4 separate regions of the Mus musculus genome follow, and regions 1, 3 and 4 are each linked to region 2. Evidence: chromatin contacts called from public HiChIP or PLAC-seq, Micro-C and promoter capture Hi-C data. All regions are on one chromosome and are shown on one strand. The core of a region is the stretch at or near the end of the contact, and the rest is flanking DNA. Distances in the headings are between cores, read along the strand shown. Region 1 holds the start of Smpdl3b (sphingomyelin phosphodiesterase, acid-like 3B). Region 2 holds the start of Snhg3 (small nucleolar RNA host gene 3). Region 3 holds the start of Xkr8 (X-linked Kx blood group related 8). Region 4 holds the start of Ppp1r8 (protein phosphatase 1, regulatory subunit 8).

The links. Promoter capture Hi-C pulls out the DNA fragments that hold promoters and counts their contacts. Hi-C and Micro-C count contacts between places; a contact is called where the count stands out from the background. HiChIP or PLAC-seq counts read pairs in DNA pulled down with a chosen protein or histone mark.
Region 1: a contact with region 2 is called in an H3K27ac HiChIP or PLAC-seq map of microglia, with 5 times the contacts expected there. The contact joins the promoter of Smpdl3b here to the promoter of Snhg3 in region 2. A contact is called at or near these places in 3 of 39 promoter capture datasets (the C10 cell line, cranial neural crest and second pharyngeal arch cranial neural crest), 3 of 115 datasets of contacts at active chromatin or transcription factors (embryonic stem cells and microglia) and 2 of 9 other capture datasets (adipose tissue and pancreatic islet).
Region 3: a Micro-C map of embryonic stem cells shows a contact between it and region 2, with 2.2 times the contacts expected there. The contact joins the promoter of Xkr8 here to the promoter of Snhg3 in region 2. A contact is called at or near these places in 1 of 39 promoter capture datasets (neural stem cells), 1 of 484 Hi-C or Micro-C datasets (embryonic stem cells), 2 of 115 datasets of contacts at active chromatin or transcription factors (both in embryonic stem cells) and 1 of 9 other capture datasets (pancreatic islet).
Region 4: a contact with region 2 is called in a promoter capture Hi-C map of liver, with 4 times the contacts expected there. The contact joins the promoter of Ppp1r8 here to the promoter of Snhg3 in region 2. A contact is called at or near these places in 5 of 39 promoter capture datasets (embryonic stem cells, hippocampal neurons, liver and 2 more) and 2 of 115 datasets of contacts at active chromatin or transcription factors (bone marrow-derived macrophages and memory CD8 T cells).

What each region holds. Positions count from the first base shown.
Region 1 is chr4:132,755,371-132,758,839 of GRCm38.p6, forward strand. It overlaps Smpdl3b (sphingomyelin phosphodiesterase, acid-like 3B), which reads right to left and starts at 1,801. Exons shown (of 8, transcript NM_133888.2): 1 at 1,615-1,801. The coding sequence starts at 1,675.
Region 2 is chr4:132,352,019-132,355,338 of GRCm38.p6, forward strand. Snhg3 (small nucleolar RNA host gene 3) reads right to left here and starts at 1,668. Exons shown (of 3, transcript NR_003270.2): 1 at 1,579-1,668; 2 at 645-680; 3 at 1-225. Snora73b (small nucleolar RNA, H/ACA box 73b) reads right to left here and starts at 508; the gene lies at 304-508. It overlaps Snora73a (small nucleolar RNA, H/ACA box 73a), which reads right to left and starts at 961; the gene lies at 757-961. RefSeq lists a cis regulatory region at 1,407-1,926.
Region 3 is chr4:132,730,880-132,734,384 of GRCm38.p6, forward strand. Xkr8 (X-linked Kx blood group related 8) reads right to left here and starts at 1,667. Exons shown (of 3, transcript NM_201368.1): 1 at 1,294-1,667; 2 at 1-193. The coding sequence starts at 1,586. It overlaps Smpdl3b (sphingomyelin phosphodiesterase, acid-like 3B), which reads right to left. Exons shown (of 8, transcript NM_133888.2): 8 at 2,087-2,880. The coding sequence ends at 2,515.
Region 4 is chr4:132,841,635-132,844,946 of GRCm38.p6, forward strand. It overlaps Ppp1r8 (protein phosphatase 1, regulatory subunit 8), which reads right to left and starts at 1,535. Exons shown (of 7, transcript NM_146154.3): 1 at 1,423-1,535. The coding sequence starts at 1,478.

The DNA of each region.
Region 1 (3,469 bases), core at 551-3,050, 400 kb after region 2:
CACAGTGTGTGTGTAGGCATGATATATATGTGTGTGTGTGTGTGTGTGTGTGTGTGTGTGTATATATATATGATCAAGACTTTTATTTTTTTCATTTTCAAATAAGTTTTAAAGAGACAGTTTTCCAAGAACCTAATGCCAAGTCTAGGGTCACTGAAAGTGCTCAACAATTGTTAATTGCCTCTGGCCTTCCTTAGTGGGCTACTCCGGCAAAGTGCCGGATTATACACGGAGCACAGCTGGACAGCCTGCTTCAGGCCAGACTCAGCAGCTGTGTAACCCTGGGCTAGTTACTCTCTCAAGGTCAGTTTTTCTGGGTAAAACGGACATTAAAGATACTTCACAAGCTAAGCTGTTGCGATGATATTATGTAAAATATATCATGTGCACAGGGGTTGGAGAGATAGCTCAGTGGTTAAGTGCACTGGCTGCTTTCACAGAGGACCCAGGTTCAATTCCCCAGCACCAACAACTGTCTTTAACTCCAGACCCAGAGAATCTGATGGCCTCTTCTGGCCTCCATGGGGCAGCAGGCACACATGTGCATACATGCAGGCAAAACACTCACACAGGTAAAAACAATAAACTTTCTTAGGCAGTGGCTTACAGATCTTCTGGACTACATCTACCTCCTATTTCTGAGTTGTAATTCAAAAAGCAAGTGTAACTTTTGACTGGTGTGATAGCGCAAATCTTCAATCCCAACACTTGAGAGACAGAAGCTAGTGGATCTTTGAGTACAAAGCCAGATTGATCTACATTGTAAGTTCTAGGCTAGCCAGGGCTACACAGTTAGACCATTATCTCAAGGGAAAAAAAAAAACCCCTTCAAGGTCACCTTGGAATACTATGCCTTTAAAAATCAAAAACAAAACCTGGATTACTGTGATTATCGTGTCATCCCAGCTGAGGGAATGTTTCTTCCTTTAAGTCCTGATTTTTTTTTTTCCTGGTTTCTTTCTGTCTTCCTGGTTCCTACACTCATCCAGGGTACAGAGATGGGCTTCTAACTAATGCTTTTGTGTTTATGTTTGTTTGAGGTTTGGTTTTGTTTTCTTTTACATTTATCTATTGGGTGGACAGACACCACAGAAGACAAATTGCAGAAATAAGATTTTCTCCTTCCACCGTATGGGTTTGGGGAACTGGACCTCTCGGTGGCAATGTTTTGTGTTTCTTTTCTGGAGTCCCAGAGATGGAACGCGCTCATTTGAACAACCACTGTACCTCAGAGCCTTCTATCTGAGTGTCCTGATTGAGTTCGCGAATCTTCCCGACCACCGGCTCCCTCTCAGTGTCTAGCTTTCATGTACTAGATCCTTGTCCCCCTGGCAAAGTCTGTGTCCTGCCCCTGGCACTTAAAATCCTCTTGAGCACTTTTTGGTTTGGTTTTGCTTTTGGAACAATGTTTCATGCATCCTAGACTGCCGTTGAACTCTGTCTCCCAACTGAGCTACACACACAAACAGCCTTGATGGCTAAGTCTCTGCGCTTCAACCTCTAATCTACTTTCCTTTTAAAGCCACGATCTGTGAACGGTTCCCGGCAGCACAGACCCCAGCCCCAGTTCCTAGAACGAAACAAAAATCAAGCAGGTTTCCCCCGCAGCCCTACCTAGTTGAGCCCCTGCGACTCCCCAGGGGGCCAGGAATATCAGCCACCCGAGCAGCGTCATCCTCTGGATCCCCCCACGGCGGGCGGCCGAAGCTCCTCCAAGTCCGTCTGCGCCGCGGGTTCCCACCTTGTGGCCAGCCACGTGTCTGGGCAGAACTACTCGTTTGGCTGCTTCCAGTGTTCCAAGTTATCCTTGGCGGATGGCTGCTCTTGCTTTTCCCTCTCTTGCCCAGCAGGGCGTGCGCTTGATTGGAGGAGGGACGCACCAGTGAGCGCTGGAATAGCTTGTAGGTCTCTGTGGAAACCGCATCTGTGTTGCAAGGTGCTGTGTTGGAGTTCCCCGACTTTTCGAAAGAAATTCATAAGTACTTAGGAGCAAAATGATAGGATCTTCGAGGTACGCTTTAAAGTTTTCTAGTCGAATTGAAGGCATTTCGGTTCAGTCAGCCTCCAGAAAATGCAGGAAGCACCATCGACTTACTGTCTTCTCCTTGCAGAGCTGCAACACGGATGGATGAATGAATTAGCTACCTGTGGCAACCAAAGAGCCTTAAAAGCTAGCCTTAAAACCAGATGTGCAAGCCCTCTCTCAAGGATAGCCCTGGCACTCTTGAGGCAGGAGGATTAGGAGTTCAAGGCCATCCTAGGCTACTTTGATGACTTTGGGGCCAGTCTGGGCTACCTGAAACGATATTACAAACAAACAACAAACAGAGTTATTTGCTGATCGTGCCAGGAGATGAGGACTACTAGAAACTGGGCAAAAGGGAGATAAGATGGTGTTGTCCCCCTGAACATGCCTTGAGAGCCTGAGGGCTGAATCACTCCTTAGCAAGTTACCTAACCTGAGAAGACAGAGAGAGCTGTGACTCAAGTCTGAGGAAGGCGATGAGAGGTTTCTGGAAGGAGATGACATAAACTTACTCCCTTTGTTTTGATTTTTTTTTTCCCTTGCAGTTAGGGATGGTTTGGGCTTTGTCTTTTTGTGGTTTATTTATTTCTATTTGTTCTTTTTGTTTTTTTGCTCCTGTTGTTGTCCGTACAGGGATGAAACCCAGATCTTCACTCAAGCAAGGCAAACTGTCTAGCTCACCGCCACACTCCCACGCCTAACCAGCTTGAACTTGATGAACACAGGAGAAAACAGGTTGTGTGGGAGGTGGGAGAGGAGCGTTAGTGAGGCAGGAGGAAGAGTGGAGGGGGAAGAGTTTTGCAAAGAGTGATGGGGGCTTCTGAGGCTCTGAAGCAGGCAGGAGCCAGGCTGTGCTTAGATGTTTGAGCTGGGAGCTTTGGGAAGCCAAGAAGAGGATCAGAGGCAAAGTTGAGGCTGGAGAGATGGCTCAGCAGTTAAGAACACTGGCTGCTCTTGCAGAGGACTCAGGTTTGGTTTCCATCAACTACATAGAGGGTAAAGGCGGTCTTTAACTCCAGTTCCAGGGCATTCAGTGCCACTACACACACAGTGCCATAGTGCATGCATATATATATATATTATATATGCATGCATATATATGTGTGTGTGTATGTATATATATGCATATATATATATGGAAAATACTCATATATATAAAACATGATTTTTTTCTTTTCTTCTTCTTTTCCTTTTTTAAAGACAGGGTTTCTCTGTAGCAGGGTGACTGTCCTGAAACTCGATCCATAGACCAGGCTGGCCTGGAAATCACAGAGATCTGCCTGCCTTTGCCTCCTGAGTACCCTGAGTGCTGGGATTGCCTCCTGTGCACCATCACGCCCAGCCTAAATAAATCTTTTTTTTTTAATTTATTTTTATTTTATGTGCATTGGTGTTTTGCCTGAATGTATGTCTGTGTGAGGGTGGCTGATCCTCTGGAACAGG
Region 2 (3,320 bases), core at 418-2,917:
TATATAATATGGTCTGGGGGAAACCTGTTGGGACCTCAAAAAATGAGAACCATGGTGAAGGTTCTCAAATCTAGACATAACCTATCAAAAGAAATGTATTTACCAGAGTTAAGTAGGCAGAAAAGCTTGCCCCAGCTTCTAATGGCCGAGGCTGTAACAGACAAAATTTTAGCACGCTGTATATAATAACTATTCAGTAGGTGCCCCCGCTGATTCTCTTCTTTCCTGGAAGAGGGGAAAAAAAAAACAACACAAACATCAGGTTCCTAAAGTTGACATACCAAAAGCCTTAGGAATTTAAATTTTTGTTTCCTGCATGGTTTGTCTCCTCAGTCATGGTCCACGGGACTCTGAGAAGTCGTAGGAATATGCAGGCGCAGACTCGAAAGCCCAGCTTCATCTCCAACGTTGTGGAAAGGGACTGTACATCACCGGGCAATGCCCTAAGCTCCCGTTCGCCACTAGGACAGAGCCCGGGGAGAGTGACCTCCCGGGATATCCACGTTGGAATGTCTGGTTAGCACCCAAACGTTTAGTCAACTTCAACAGGCGACTACACCCCCCCCCCCCACACACACAGTGTATATCACTAATAACGTACACATGGAGCAGAAAGCACTAAGCCAGCCTCAGGGTGAACGTACCTCCATCAACAAAGTACCTGAAATCATTGACCGGGTCTGCAAGAGAAGACTTTAATCAGTAAGTTAAACCCTTAGAGTACTCGGACGCACCCCCAGATTGCATGACTTAAAAAACTGTTTCCTGCATGGTTTGTCTCCTCAGTCATGGTCCACAGGACTCTGAGAAGTCGTAGGAATATGCAGGCGCAGACTCGAAAGCCCAGCTTTATCTCCAACGTTGTGGAAAGGGACTGTACATCACCGGGCAATGCCCTAAGCTCCCGCTCGCCACTAGGACAGAGCCCGGGGAGAGTGACCTCCCGGGATATCCACGTCGGATAGTCATGGTAATGTCTTTTTTTTTGACAAAATGCCACAGGGTCCTTTTGCCAGACCTCCAGCTGGAGGAAAAACCCCAAAAACGCCTGTCTCCAGAGTGCTGTGACTACAGACTTCAGCCACCTTTTCAGATCTTGAAGCAAACAGAACACAACACCCCCATCGGAACCAAACTATCCAGAAATTATCTACCTAAAAAAGGGTCCTCTGAAAAATGGGAGATTAATGAACAAAAAACTGCAGAAATCCCGTTACAAGGTGAAGAGAAAGTATAACTGGGAAGCAAGGCGAAATGATTAAGTTAAAACCGAACGCTGGAAGGCGGCTAACACTTCAAATCACAAGGCAGGAACCAAAGACCCTGTCCTCTTAAAGTGAACATTAAAGGAAAGTGCGTAGACCAACTCAGTCTCCCAGGCAATAATCCTGCGAGCGTTGGGATCCCCGAAAGAAAACGGTTACTGGGCTCGGAGGCGCGTGACCTCACGCCATGCTCGGCTAGTGAGCCCGGCCTCCCACACCGGGTCCGCCCAGCCGCGACCCTGCCTGTCTGCGGAGCCCGTGCGGGACCGCGCGGGCAAACCCTCAGCAGCCGAGAGCAGCGCACTGTACTCACCAAGAACAAGCACACCAAGAGAGCGACGCCTAGAGAGACAGACCCGCGCCGACGCAGCCATATTTATACCTTAAGTAACGCCCGGAAGTCAGGCGTGGTCGACTATGCCTGCGCCTGCGCAGGGTTACGCTCACTTAGAAGCATTGGAAATGCGCTAAGGCTGATGGGATCGAGAACTTTTACCCTACTAAGGTGTTGGCGGTCTTAGCGTGAAATTGTTGAGCTTGTGAGGTTTGTCCTCTCGGCCTGGATACACTGGTATATGCAAAATGAAAAAAAAAAAAAAAGCCTAGAGAAATATTTTCTAGATTCCAGAGTTTGAATCTACTTTGTTTGTGGAAGGAACAGTTGATACAGAACATAGATGCTACAATTAAAAACTTCCCATGGAGGGGGCCTGAGAGGTGGCTTAGTGGTTAAGATTCCTGGTTGAAGGCGGGAGGGTGGCGCACGCCTTTAGTCCTAGCACTCAGGAGGCAGAGGCAGGCGGATTTCTGAATTTAAGGCCAGCCTGGTCTACAGAGTGAGTTCCAGGTCATCCAGGGCCACACAGAGAAACCCTGTCTCGAAAAAACAAAAACAAAACACTAATGCTGTTTCCCAGATTTTTAAGACATGAAATTAAGCCTGATGAATGTTGTTGTGAAATATTTATTTGAAAGAATGGCTGTCTGGGCGTGATGGTGTAGGTTTTTCTGTTTTGTTTTTTGAGTCAGGGTTTCTCTGTATAGCCCTGGCTGTCCTGGAACTCTTTGTACACCAGGCTGGCCTCGAACTCAGAAACCCGCCTGCCTCTGCCTCCAGAGTGCTGGGATCAAAGGCGTGCGTCACCACACCCAGCTCCCATTGAGCCATCTTGTTGGCTCTGCCCTCTCCTTTCTGACATGGTTTTTCAGACCTCAGTCTCTCTCCACGAAAAACAGTGGGCAGTGTGAACCTTCAGAACAACCTTCTGGAGATGTTTTAACCCCAAAGCTGCAGGAACAAGGGGAGACCTAATAATCTGGACCACGGGAACATGGGATCAGAGAAACATCCAACAAAAAGTTCTGACTACTGGTTTCTTTTCACGCTTAGGGAAGGGTAATGTGCCAAGTGCCAAGCAGCAAATGAGTCACTGCTGAGGTGCCCTGGGCAGAAACTGGGCAGCCTGCCAGAGAGGACAGGCAGTACCAGCCACTCTGGTGACACCAGCCTGGTGACACCAACCTGAGGTTCATTCAGCTGTGGGCCATATTGAGTTAATCCTTGTAAGGGACTGTTGAAACTCCTTGTTCTCAAACATATGTAAAAATGGCATTTGTCAGCTGGGCGTGGTGGCACATGCCTTTAATCCCAGCACTCTCGAGGCAGAGGCAGGCAGATTTCTGAGTTCAAAGCCAGCCTGGTCTACAAAGTGAGTGCCAGGACAGCCAGGGCTACACAGAGAAACCCTGTCTCAAAAAAACAAAAACAAAAACAAAAACAAAAAAAAAAAAAAATATATATATATATATATATAGTATTTGTCTTGACCTTTAAAACAAAAAAACAAAAACAAAAAAAAACAAAACAACAAAAAAAAACAGCCGTGAGTGGTGGCGCATGCCTTTAATCTCAGCACTCCGGAGGCAGAGACAGGCGGATTTCTGAATTCGAAGCCAGCCTGGTCTACAAAGTGAGTTCTAGGACAGCCAGGGATATACAGAGAAACCCTGTCTCGAAAAACCAAAACCAACCAACCAAACAAACAAAAAACAAAA
Region 3 (3,505 bases), core at 417-2,916, 380 kb after region 2:
GTAGTATTCCGCCTGGCCATTCTGCAATACAATTGCCAGCACCAGTGTGAGCTGTGGCGTCGCCTCCAGGAAGCTCTCGAAAAGCTTCAGCATGCTGATGTCCAGGGAGAGAAAGTCTGCGTAGGCCAGGTCACACTCGGATGGCATCTCCTGGTAGCACATGGACAGCCCTTGATGCATTCCGTGCAAACACCTAGGCAGGACACACAGGTGCCCGGAGGGCCAGGTCAACCTTCTGTGACGTCGTCCATCTCCTACAGCTGAGTGCACAGAGGCAGACTTCAATCCTAGCTTGTCACTTAAAAGCTACGGAACCTGGAGCAAGCCACCTAACTAACCTCATGGAACTTGCTTCCTCGTCCGTAAAGTGGGGCAAACTCAACTTCTACTCTTGCTGGTCAGGTACGATCCCAGGCGCATCACAACCCTGTCCTACCTACTCACAAGAGCCCCATTTCAGAGATGGGAGATGGAATTAAGAAGTAAACAGGAGGGGCCTGAGAGAGGGCTTAGCTGTTAATCGCATCCACTGCTCTTGTGGAGGACCAGAGTTTGGCTCCCAGCACCACATGAGGTGCCTCGCCTGTAACTCCAAGGGATCCAACACCTTCTTCTCTTGGGGCCTGCCTGTAATAACTCTCCTTCGCAGTCATCTGAGCTGTACTCAAGATGATACAATTGTTCAGGCAAAATGCAAACATTCAAGAGGTCCCTCCCCGCAAGCTGGAGACTATATACAGCTTTCCCAAGATCTGAGACTTCCACAAGATTCCGGATCCGGCCACCCTAGCCCAGCCTCACCCACACCATGAAGCCCTGCCTTCATCACAAGATTCTGAGCCCTTGATTTCGCTTTCTCCTATCTAACAACCCAAGGGACTAGTCACAGTTTGGGGGCGGGGGAGAGGCGGGGAAGAAAAAGTTCTCAGGCCAGCACTTGCGCCAGGGATTGTCTGTCTCACTGTCCTCACTTTAGACTGACCCTGGGTCCTTCCCAGTTGAGAAAAGCACACACCATCCACATATATTTTCCAAGAACCAGTCTATGTCTACTCCTGGCTGACTCCGGGGACACGGATGAGTCAAGCCGGACCCTCTTCAGTCCTTGACGGGGAAGCAAACGTTCGCAGAAGACAGAAATGAACAAGAAAGGTGAGGGGCATCTCTGACTCCAAGACCCTGATGTTCCCTTCCTCTGTTCCTGGCCCTGTGTTTTCATCTCCGCCCAAGGAAAGAAGACTGAACTGGTTCTGATGGCTGTCAACCCACTTTTTCAAAGGGCCGGGCACTCACCTATACAGGTAGCCGAGCTGCAGCAGGTGCAGCAGAGCCAGGAAAGGACGCGAGAGCTGCGAATGGTGCAGCTCGGTGGGATCAGCTGTCAGCCAGAGCCAGCTGAAGAGCTGCAGCAGCACCGAAGCTTGGCCCAGCAGGACCAGTACCAGCGCGGCCCACAGATAACGGCCAAGGAGCACGTACTGGACAACGGCCCACAGGTCAGCGACCAGATCCAGCAGGAAAGACAAGATACTCACCAGGCCTACGACCACGTCTAAGGCCACATGGTGGTGCACGGACAGAGGCATGATCCTCTCCAAGCAACCACACAACCGCGGACCTGCCCTCCCGCCCCGCTAGTCCGGCAGGAAGGGGGCGGGGCAGTCGTCCGGGAGGCTGGGCTGCTGGGCGGAACTTCCCCATCTCGCCCCGTCCGGGGTGGAGCGAGCCCGCGGCCCCGCCCCTACACTGGCCCCACCGCCCAGACCCCGCCCCCAGCCTGCCCTGTGCAGAGCTAGGCCTCTACTGGTTTGGATTCTGCTTTTTGTTTTGTTTTTCTTTTTTGTTTGTTTTTTGTTTTTGTTTTGCGAGACAGGGTTTCTCTGAATAGCCCTGGCTGTCCTGAAACTCACTCTGTAGACCAGGCTGGCCTCGAACTCAGAAATCCGCCTGCCTCTGCCTCCCAAGTGCTGGGATTCCACCACCCCCGGCTTGAATTCTGCTTTTGAGTCTCAAGGAAACAAGAGTGGCTATTAAGAAAGACTAGAGCCTTAGAGTTACCGGCCGCAGCTGTGATCCCTCACGGTTGCACTGTTGCAAAACCAAATCAAAAAAGTCTTTTATTTAAAAGTACTAAGGGGTTTTGCACACCACGTACGTTCCCAGTTCAGACCTTGAGCAGGGACTACATCGAAAGCACAGAATCTCCAAGGCCCATCTTCCCGTCGGCTCACTTCACTGTGGTGATCAAGTTCATGGTGGTTTGATATGTTTGTATTAAAGCGAATAATGCACCAAGACATGTACCGCAAACAAGTTTTGTGGATAAAACATGAAACTTGGAAGAAATTGTGCTTCTTAGCGCCCTCTCTGGTGAATCCAGGTGTCCCATCCCACTTTACTCTCCGCGGGGGGAGACTGATGGCAAAAGTTCATCTCTCTCCATTGGGTAACGTTGCCCAATTTTACCAGGAGAAAGATGAACCAAGTCAGTGGGTGGGCTGGCAGTGCCTACAGTCATAACACCTCCAGTACGTGCAGGCTTGGCAGCAGAGTCAGTATGAGCAGGAAACCAGGCACCAGCTTGGCACCAAGACCATGCAAGCAGGTAGCATAAGTGTTGAAAGCCACGTGTTGTATAGCACAAACGTGCTCGATGCGGCAGCTGTCCTCACAGGTCAAATGGTTGTAGCTGACCGAGTTATAGACGTAATAACGTTGCAGGATGTGAGGCTCACTGGCAATGCGGGTCAGCGCCGTGTGCATGGAGCTGACGCTGGCATCCGGCACCTGGTAGGCCTCCGTCAGGCGGTACTCCTGCTCCCACCGTGGGGTCTCTTGTACATTCGCCTGCCTCAGGTTCAAGAAGTAAGTCACCAAGTCCTGGATTAGAGGCGCAGGGTATGTCAGCAACGAGCAGTTGATTCGTTCTGCCCACAACCCAACTTCTCCCCAGGCGCTCTAAATCGATCAAACAGCCGCTGTTTGTTACCCTGAGCTTGGTTCCAATGAGGTGACTGCATCTGAACCCCCATTTTCCTGGTGAAGACATGGAGGCCTTAAAGAGGTCGTTATGGTTTGAATCTGAAGTGCCCCCCCGCCCCCCCTCCCTTCATTTTGAATGTTTGTTTCCCAACCACTGTAGCATTTTTAGGTAGTGGATTCCAGCTGGCAAAAGGAAACCTTTGAACCTGGTTCTGGATCCTGCCCAGTGGCGATATGAGGGGCTCCTGATACATTGCCACAGTGCTTCGGCACCATTAACTGCCAGGCCTTCACAGGTTGGTATAGCAATCACAGCATTGCAAAAGTAATGTTGCCTTCTCGGGGTCTGCGAGCTTTCAGGGGCAGGGCGGGATTAGGACGCAGAATGTTCACCTCACTACGGGTATGAGTTTCCTGTTCTGCCAAACTGGTAGGCACCACGCGCTCTTCACAGACGCTCTAATGCTCAGGAAATCTTCACAGAGTGAAGGGGAATAAAAATGGTGGTGGAGGAGGTGGGAAG
Region 4 (3,312 bases), core at 285-2,784, 490 kb after region 2:
AAATCAGAGATCTGTAATTAGGGAACTAGAGCAAATCAAAACCACGCCCACGAAACCAAGCTCCAAAGGGAGGGAGGTGTGGGGGCACCCTGAACAGGTGTTTGTGAAAAAAAATCTAAGTCATCAGACTGTTTTCTATACCTCGCTTCATCATTCAAGGGGATGGATGCTCAAATGTCAAATCACCTGACACAGTTCCTGGTATACACCAGACCCTGAGGTAATGACAGGTGATCTCAAAGAAAGAGTCTCTTTATATTTGGCTGGCCCAAATTTGAAATAAGTGCAGCCAGGGACCAGTGTGGATAAAGAATTTGTAGGCTGAAGCACATGGATATGTTAAAAGAATAAAGAAATCCAGGAAACAGCCAAGCATTCATTCGCTTCCTGGGCTTGTTCTTTTGAACCTTCCAGGGCCCTTACATTTGCACAGAAGAAACGATATCGAGTCTATCTCATTGAAGATTCAACACAGACATCTCACAGCTCCGCTCCAATCTCTCATGGCAGTGGCTAAAAGGACAGTGCATCGAACAAAAGCCCATTTGCTTCGAGATACAGATTAAAATGAACATTAAAGCCAAAATATTTTGTCTGAATATCCTACCATGTGATTGACTCAGGCCTAGGAGCTGAGCATGATGCAAGGGTTTTTGCCCTTGAAGATCTCAATGTAACAGAAGCCCGAGAGGTAACACGTTAATAACCAGGAAGAGCCGCAACAGCAGAAAGGGCTCTAACCCCGATGCATCCTCGTGCAAAGCAGTTCCTATTCATTCATCTTGCACCCCACTCAACGCGGAAACCATCCTACTACTTCTCTGAACTTCCCAGGGGATGAAAATGCTGTATGCTAACAACTTCTGCTGTCTTTTGTACCGGGTTTCGTGCTGGTCTGGTCAGAGAACAAGGGGGAACAGTCCCGCGCCATCCCTGCCCGCAAGGAGCACCTAGTCCGCTTGGAGGGTGCAGCAGCCACGGAGGGATGCAGCATCAGGTTGGACTGAGGTAGGGAAGCCAGCTCGTGCGCGCTCCAGACCTTCAGCACCCGGGGAAGGTTTGATGCTCCCCGAGAGCATCGGGCACTCAGTGATGAGTTAGGGCAAGTTAGGGGCCAAGGCCTGAAGCACCCCGGTGAGCGGCTGACCTCCCAAGCGCTGTATAAACTGAATACCTTCGAGCCCCCAAAACTCGGGTTTCCGCAGAGCCTGGGCCCCAGCTCCAGGATCCTCCACACGTCGCCCGGCCCCTCACAGCGGACAGTTTTCCCTCAATCATTCCAGGATCTTTCTGAGACGTTCGTTTCATCGCAAAAAAAAAAAAAAAAAAAAAAAGGAAGAGGAAAAAAAAATACAACCTTCTCCTTTCTGTCCGGGTTAACTCACGCCAAGCCGCTCCAGTCCCAGAAACCTCATTACTCACCAAGTCGGGCAGTCGAACAGCGGGAGGCTGGAGCCGGAGTTCACGGCTGCCGCCATCTTGCGTCTCCCCCTCCCATTTGGCGGGTCTGAAGCACGCCGGGAAACTAAGAGCTCGGGAGGGAAGAGGCGGCATCCCAGCAGCCTGTGCGCAGCGCGTGCGTGCGCACGCGCAACGCAAGGACGCTCTCCTGGGAGCGCCTCTGGCGGAGGGCATCAGGGGCTGGGTTTGAAGTCTGCAGTGTTTGCTGGAGAGGCTGGGGGCGGGTGTCTCCTTGGTCACGGGGTCAGGAGTGGTTTGTACCTTGATGCGGCTTTCGCGCTGCGTTTTCCGCCAGAAACCCTAGAGCTCTGCAATCTGCATTAACTCCCAGCTACCCACCCCCTCGGGCTTCATCTAGCGATAAGCAGGTGATGGCTAGAGATAAGAAGTGATGGCTTTTTTTTTCCCCCTTTTTCCAGCCTTCCTTCGAAACACTGCATCTGAAAACAGAATCCTTACTCATTTGTCCTTTCTGATCCCAAGTCTGATGTGTACGGCTCAGTGGTAGTGTGTTCAGCAGGCGCGAATGAGGCCACTGATTCAATTCCCCAAAACCAGTAATTTTCTTAGATCTGGGAGAATCTATAGATTAGGCGACTGTGTCAGAAATCATGTAGTCTGTTTTTGAAAACTTTGGACAAACTGCTGCAAGGCACAGACTCAAAAGGAAAAAAAGCCTCCAATTTTTAGTAACTTAACCAATTCTCAAAAATGTTTAATTCATGGCCCCTTAGGATTTTTCTCTGTGGGTCATAGTGACATAGGAAGCATTAGGGTTACCATCTTCCTCTAAGCCATTAGCTTGCTGGTTGTAATGGTTTTGTCTATTGAGTGCTTATGGGGAAGTATGTATTTCATATGGATCAGTTCACTTGGTATTCCCAAAACTCAAGACAGATTGATTCCAGAAGAGAGGCTCTAGCCTCACCTTACAAGGAGTGGTATTCGAACCTGAGTCTATGTAAAGCCAAAAGCCAGGCTCTACTAGTCCCATATGTTTCTGACAACATACCATTCCTTCGTATGCAGTGGATGGTCCTTTTTTCACTTTTGCAGAAAGATGGGATGATGACTTCACAGTTTTTAAAAGAAACAAATGGTTGGAGGGTGTGGCAGCACATATCTGAAATTCCATCTGCCTTTGCTTCCTGAGATACAGGGTTAAAGGTAGTCAACACTATGCCCTGCTAGACAGTAAAATTAATAATAATAATAATAATAAATTCTCCAGGTTTCAGTAAGCAACAGCAATAGAACATGTCATGGTTTGAATATGCTTGGTCCAGGGAGTGGCACTATTTGGAGGTTTGGACTTGTTGAAATAAGTGTATCATTGTAGGCTTGGGCTTTAAGTCCTGTATCCTGGCTACCTGGAAGTCAGTCTTCCACTAACAGCCTTCAGGTGAAAATGTAGAACTCTCAGCTCCTCCTGCACGATGCCTGCCTGGATGCTGCCATGCTCCAGCCTTGATGATAATGGACTGAACCTATGAACCTATAAACCAGCTCCAATTAAATGTTTTCAGCATAAGAGTTGCCTTTGTCGGGCTGGCGAGATGGCTCAGCAGTTAAGAGCACCGACTGCTCTTCCGAAGGTCCTGAGTTCAAATCCCAGCAACCACATGGTGGCTCACAACCATCCGTAATGAGATCTGATGCCCTCTTCTGGTGTGTATGAAGACAGCTACAGTTTACTTACATATAACAATAAATAAATCTTAAAAAAAAAAAAAAAAAAGAGTTGCCTTGGTCATGATGTCTGTTCACAGCAGTAAAAGGTTAACTATGACAGAAGTTGGTACTGGTAGTGGAGTAGTGCTGTGATAGGCCTGACCATGTTTTTGTCTGGAA